2 separate regions of the Mus musculus genome follow, and region 1 is linked to region 2. The links are chromatin contacts, called in public HiChIP or PLAC-seq maps. All regions are on one chromosome and are shown on one strand. The core of a region is the stretch at or near the end of the contact, and the rest is flanking DNA. Distances in the headings are between cores, read along the strand shown.

The links. HiChIP or PLAC-seq counts read pairs in DNA pulled down with a chosen protein or histone mark.
Region 1: a contact with region 2 is called in an HNF4G HiChIP or PLAC-seq map of pancreatic cancer cells. The contact joins two enhancer-like sites. A contact is called at or near these places in 2 of 484 Hi-C or Micro-C datasets (nephron progenitors and ventricular fibroblasts) and 3 of 115 datasets of contacts at active chromatin or transcription factors (embryonic limb bud, embryonic stem cells and pancreatic cancer cells).

What each region holds. Positions count from the first base shown.
Region 1 is chr17:62,783,461-62,786,567 of GRCm38.p6, forward strand. The region is part of intron 1 of Efna5 (ephrin A5); the gene reads right to left. Gm52303 (a long non-coding RNA gene) reads left to right here. Exons shown (of 2, transcript XR_003952355.1): 1 at 1-882. Gm46583 (a long non-coding RNA gene) reads right to left here. Exons shown (of 2, transcript XR_001782160.2): 2 at 1-3,107. Among named protein-coding and RNA genes, the nearest start is that of Gm46583, 5.6 kb to the right of the region's middle. Within about 2 kb of position 1,266, at least 144 of the 459 cell types and tissues checked have an H3K27ac peak or open chromatin away from gene starts, as enhancers often do. A contact at or near this core is called in pancreatic cancer cells, where this site is marked.
Region 2 is chr17:62,503,475-62,506,469 of GRCm38.p6, forward strand. No RefSeq gene overlaps it. Among named protein-coding and RNA genes, the nearest start is that of Gm25800, 48 kb to the left of the region's middle. Within about 2 kb of position 1,362, at least 32 of the 459 cell types and tissues checked have an H3K27ac peak or open chromatin away from gene starts, as enhancers often do. A contact at or near this core is called in pancreatic cancer cells, where this site is marked.

The DNA of each region.
Region 1 (3,107 bases), core at 16-2,515, 280 kb after region 2:
ATAGACTGTCATCTACCACACATTCACACTCATGTATTTGTGTGTGTGCGTGCTGTTTAGACTGTCAGAATTACTGTACTGAGTCACCCTTAGGAATCAGACACTGTCCTCCCAGCTAGAAGAATCGCCCACCCCTGGAATTTTCAGGATCTTTTCCCACCTTTCCCAGTGTATACCCACTGGCAGGAACCAAAGAGCTATCACCCTGACAAGAGAAAACAAGCTGTGGGCCACTCTAAGGAAACAGGTTTTTCCTTCCCTCGTAGAGACATTCTTTCTTGGTGAGCTCATGTAAAACAGCAAAATGCTCAGTGAACATACTTGGTCCCATTCCCTGCAGGTGACTGTGCCCTTCAGCTTGACCTGTGATATAGAAAGAGAGAAAAAAAACCACTCTCCAGTTTCTAAGTAAAAGGTGACCATTTGGCAGCTAAGGTGATGGAAGCTGGAAACAGTGATGTGGAAGAACTTGTCAGACAGGTGTGGCCCGGGAGCTGGGAACACAAAGCAAAATGTTTCTGGGGGCCAATCTTGAGCCAAATTAATTTAAAAGGACAGGATAGCGACTGTGTGATGTTTGTGCTATGTTGGTATTGGGGGAAGAAAAAAAAAAAAAAAACTGTTCTTATCTGGCAAGGGCGCCCCCTGCTGGCCGCCACTCTGAACTCCGCCTCTTGGTCTCTCTCCAGAGAAGGCAGAATTGCTTGCACAGCACAGAGAATCCGGCAGGGTTAGATGGGCGAGTCCCTCGCAAAGCACACAAAAAGAGCAAAAGGTGCGGGTCACCGCCCCAACCACAATCTACCTCCGTCACGGTTCTCTGCAGTCAGATAAATTACAAGGCGGCTGGAAAGAATGACTACGCTGATTACTGCTTTGCAGGTGAGACGTTGGAAAGCCAGGGAGGAAAGAGGCCATTTTATGGGGCCCAGCCGCAGAAAGGATTCCTAAATTACACTCACATGTTTATAGCGCTTGACTATGGGACTAAATCTCCACTATCCTTCTAATGGCTCCGGTTTATTGTGACATTCTTAATAGTAATTACTTAAGGTCCCAAGCACATGACACAGCAGCCTAGGATTAAAACCCATTCGAACAGTAGACAGAACACCTTGCCAGCGAGTGACCTAAAATCAGCCTTGTGTTCCCACGCCATCCCCCACTTACCCCCTATTTCTTTGCGAGCTACTAGGTGCACAGACATTTTTTCATGAGCTGCTCTTCCAGTGTCTCCGCTTTCCCCTCTCACCTATTTTGTCCTATGTTTGGCCTCTTACAAAACCCTGCTAATGTTTCACAATATTGGCACACTACCCCCCCCCGTCGTCTCCCCCCCCCCAAAAAAAATTCCAGCAAAACACTTTGGGCAGAAAACACTTTGTAATCTGGGGCTCGTGTTTAAACTCGCTGTCGTCCATTGGAACTAGTTACTCAAGGAAAATTGCCACGGCGCTCAGCTGGTTCAGACTACCACAAAGAAAACCTGTTTGTGGAGGCACACGGGTCTCTGCACTCCTGACAGAAACGTCATACTTGAGCGTCTTTAGCTCGGAGTTATATGCCCTTAGTCTCCGAGAGTTCACCAGCTCAGGCTGAACTTGGCTTCCCCCTGGGACCTCAATCTCATGTCTGTTCCCAGCTCTCGACTTCAAACACGGGGGACAGGGATGCAAGGCATCTAGGCGTGAGCAGAGAAATATAATAGACAAAACAAACATGCTTCATCCCCTTTGGGTCACTGGGTCTGGTTTTCATTTTCTAGTTTACATACGAAACCAAGGGGTAAGAAGAAACGCCCATGGAATACAGGACCGGGGGTGGGGGGGGTGGGGGGGGGATCCCTTATTTCTGAATTTTAAAGACACTGCCATACATCGAAACGGGTTGTTTGCTCTTTATTGGATCCAGTTTGCTGAAATTTTTAGTTTTCAGTTCTTTGTGTTTCTTCTGCAAGTGGAAGACTACCCAAATGAAACAGTTTATAGTTATCCTTGTATGTGCTAGTTCGAAGAACGCTTGCTGACCGTCAGGTGTGTTTTTGTCCCCATGTCCGATGTGGGACAATATTTAATTCAAGAGTGTATTTTATTCACCTCTTGCCTTAGCTGGTCCTGTAGGCAGGCATCCCCAGGAATAGCTTGATGAGGGAAATGTTTACCTACCAAAAGCTGTGAGAATGACAATGTGGGCTGATTTTTATTTATAAGAGGGGGGAACTGAGCAATTTTACAATGAACCCGATCAATCTGTACCCGTTTGGGGAATAATTCTTCTCTGAATAGAGTTATCAAGACACCTGTAGTTTACCTGACCCTGTGTCTACAGGAAGCCAGAGGTTCTCATAATTATGTTCAAATGCAAAGAACTTTTACTGGTTACCACTTAGACAGTAGATGACCCCCATAAGACTTGGGATGACTTCAGTTGCTCCACGTGTCCAAAGGCTCCAAACTGCACATCCATGTTCACACATGCATTCTCTAGGAAAGCCAGAATCAGCCTCTCTTTATTTCAAATGTGGGGTAAGTACAGTGGCTATCAGCTGGACAAGCCGTGGAGAAGGTTATTCACCTCTGCAAACATCACAACAGTAAGCCATGTGCTAGCACAAGGGAAGTCCGCCATCTCTCAGGAAGCCAACCTTGTTCTGGTTTTTTTTTTTTTAAGCTACACTGTGTTACAATACTCTCATATTGTAACAATACTTAGAAACTATGTCAGCAAGAGGAGAGAGAGAGAGAGAGAGAGAGAGAGAGAGAGAGAGTATCAATAAATAAGCTCTGTCTGATACCCCTCAGATTAAACTCAATATGCCATTAATATGAAAAGAATTTGACAGTTTACATAAGGGATGTGACCTGGTGCCAACAACCTCTGGCTTCTTCATTCTCCAGATGGTAGCAGATTAGCAGGCAGCCTTTATTCTCCTAAGAAGATTTCCCCCCATGGAAAAGCTATAAAGACCAATTCTGTTCCAAACTTCAAGTCTCCTTCACAAATGTCTACCCAATTCTAGGCCTTAACTAATGCCTATTAAAAGAAGCCCTTGGGCTCAACGTTATGCAGTGTGGGGGGAAAACACTAAAGGCAAACTTAACTCTAAT
Region 2 (2,995 bases), core at 112-2,611:
TGTAACACAGGTTGGTATTGGTCAGCACGAGGCAACATTGCAGACACCGCTCAGAAAAACCGCATCTTGGGTTGACGGAATAGTACTCCCATGATTCCTTGGGAACAGGAGGTCTCTGGTGGGCGTGCTAAAACTGCTGCTCCCGCATGTCAATCAAACTGAGATTCCGTAAAACAATTCAGTCCTGTGCCTGGAGCTAATGAAGGGACAGGAGAAGCCGTTCCAGTTCCTTCCACCAGCCACGAACCCATCTCCTGCAAGTGTCAAGGACAACGCTTTCAACAAAGTCCCAACACACAGAAAGGGAGTAAAATGCTAATCTGTCAGAGTAAATACTTGTTCCTGGAAAAGGTCTGTATGTTTGGAAGAAGACTGCTTTCATTTCCCAGGGGTTTCCAGGACCCAAAGCTTTTGCATTGATCTCATTTGATCAGAACACTGTGCTATGGGCAGGGCAGAAGTTCCATCTGTGTTTTAAAGGTGAGTGAAGTGGGTCCTTGGGGTAGATAGCAGCCTGGGGGTCAACAGTGATGTCAAAGCAGTCTGACTCCTGACTCGGGCCCTTTCAACACCCCATCCTGATTCTTATCTCCAGATGGATGAAGATTCATTTGACCCGGGCTTACGGTCTTGGTGCTATCTCTCCTGCCTTCGCGATACCTGCCAAACTCTGTTATCTCAGAGACTTGCTATTTAAAAAATGGCCACCGAAAGCTAAACCTAAGGGGTTGGAAGGAAGGAAGAGACTGCTGAGAGATCAACTCTCTTTCTAGTGGCCCCAGTGAGGTTCATTTGCAGTTTCCGACGACGGTACCCACAGTGACTATCGTTTTCAAGCTACACTGATAAGCTAACTGTGAAACAAAGGAGCACACAGACTAATAAGAGTGTTTAGAGAAAATTAACATCTGGGCAATTTATTGCTAAATCTAAACTCCTCAAACTTTGCATCCAACACATTCTAATCGTAGCCTTAATTCCAATCTTTAAAAAAAAAAAAAAAAAAAAAAAAGCTTAACCTGTCTCTTCTCATAGCAAAACATTTACATAAACAACCCAGGAACTAATTTTGTTTCCTTGTTTTGTTTTTGTTTTTTTTTTTTTCCTTTATTCAGTTCCTAGGAAAAGGACTTGAATACTAGAAGAGGTGAACAGAAATGAATACCCAGCTTGCATCTCAATCATGCTGTTTATATGGATTAGTCATGTGCCAGCACCTCACATTCCTTACGTAGGTGTTCAATAATATTTGTTGAATGATTGACAGGAGCAATGAGCACACAGTGTCTTCGTCCCGGTGTGTGACTTCCAGCAGAGAAGTAGAGGGTCATGAAAACCATGGCCTTTAACAGAAAGGTTCTAGTGATCACTACTAAATCACCAGATGACTCAGGCCAGTAGGTCTGACTCACCCCACGGGGCTTCTCAACAATAGAGTTAAGAATGTAAAATCATCTCTTGAAGTTACTTCCAGGGCTAGCATTGCGTAGCTCTAGTTTGAAAAACTATCTGCCAAAGAAAAATATTACTCTCACCAGAAAATAAATATGATTGAAGAGCGGTCCCAGACAGAGGCTTAGATTTCAGCTTTAAATGTGTCTGGGGGGTTTAGAATCTTAACGATTATAATTGAAGACAATGAGGACTTCCTGGATCCTAACAGACACTGCTTTTAGCACATTATCACCTATTACAGCACCCTATAAAGGGACTGAGGTGGAGACACTGGAGGAGGCTCTAAGGAAAACTAAACTTCATATCTTATTCTCTCTCCCTCACCCACTACCTCACCGACTCCCCACCCCTGTTCTTTAACAAAGCAGATTTAGAAAAGGAAAAGGTATCTATAATGAACTATTTTGAAATTCCAGAACCTGGGGAAAGATGTCTATGAGTCTCTAAGCATACAAAAGAGAATAGCCTAGAAAAGCAAATGTGTGGAAGTGGGTCCCTGCACAGAATTCTGAATTTTTAGAGGAAGTGGCAACTCAAGCAAGAATTTCAAGCATGCATGCACACGCTTACAGACACACACACACGGAAAAGAGCTGAGATCCCAAGAAGTATGCTGCACCAAAGACCTCAGAGATGGTGAATGGATTCCCTCAGGTTCTGAGCAGAGTTGGCCACAGGAACAGGGTGCCAGGCAGAAACTCTAACCAATAGGAGCCCTGAAGAGGAAGAAGTACTAAAGCCCTGCAAAGGACTAACCTTTAACCAGCGTCCTCTGCCTGGGCCAACACACCTGGCAGTCCAGACTTGCTGGTACCACCGTATAGCACTTAAAAGAACCAGGCAACGGTGTGAGAGAGGAAGGACTCCATGGGCAGAGAGCCAGTAAGAGAACATAACAAGGGAATCATGTAACTCCAACTGTGATCTTCAAAGACTTCCTTTTTTCCCAATTCCTCCCACAGCAAGCCTTCCCATCTCTTTTTTTTTTTCTCTACAGAGGCACACAGAAATTTTTATCTAACATGTCCTAAAATACAAGCTAGATTGAAAAACAAAAAACAGAAAGAAAATAATAGACCCCACCTGAATATTCATATGTGAAGATAAGTTTTCAGAAAATTAAAATACGAAAATCTCAGTGTGGTGGTACACACTTAGGATTTCCAGCACTGGGTGTCAATCCAGTGAAGAAATGAAGGAATTAATAAACAAGACAAAGTGTAAGAAACAATATACCCATCTTTCCCATCACTCTCTTTGAAGTTACTGTCTCTTGTCTTGCCTGGCATCCTCAGTATACAGCACCTTTGTGTCTTTTCCTTCCTATTCATTATGTGGCGCCAAGGAGACCTTTCTGAGCGAAACCACACGCCACTGGCTCTTCTCAGATCCCTTCCTTGAACCTAGAACACAGTTCAGAGTCCTTACAGTGCCTTACAAAGTTTCGACTACTCAGCTCTCTCCCTCTGCAGACTCGCTTCCAGCCTACTTTTGTAGTTAGGCTCCGTGTGGTGGCTCTCAATCTGTGGGTCATGACCCC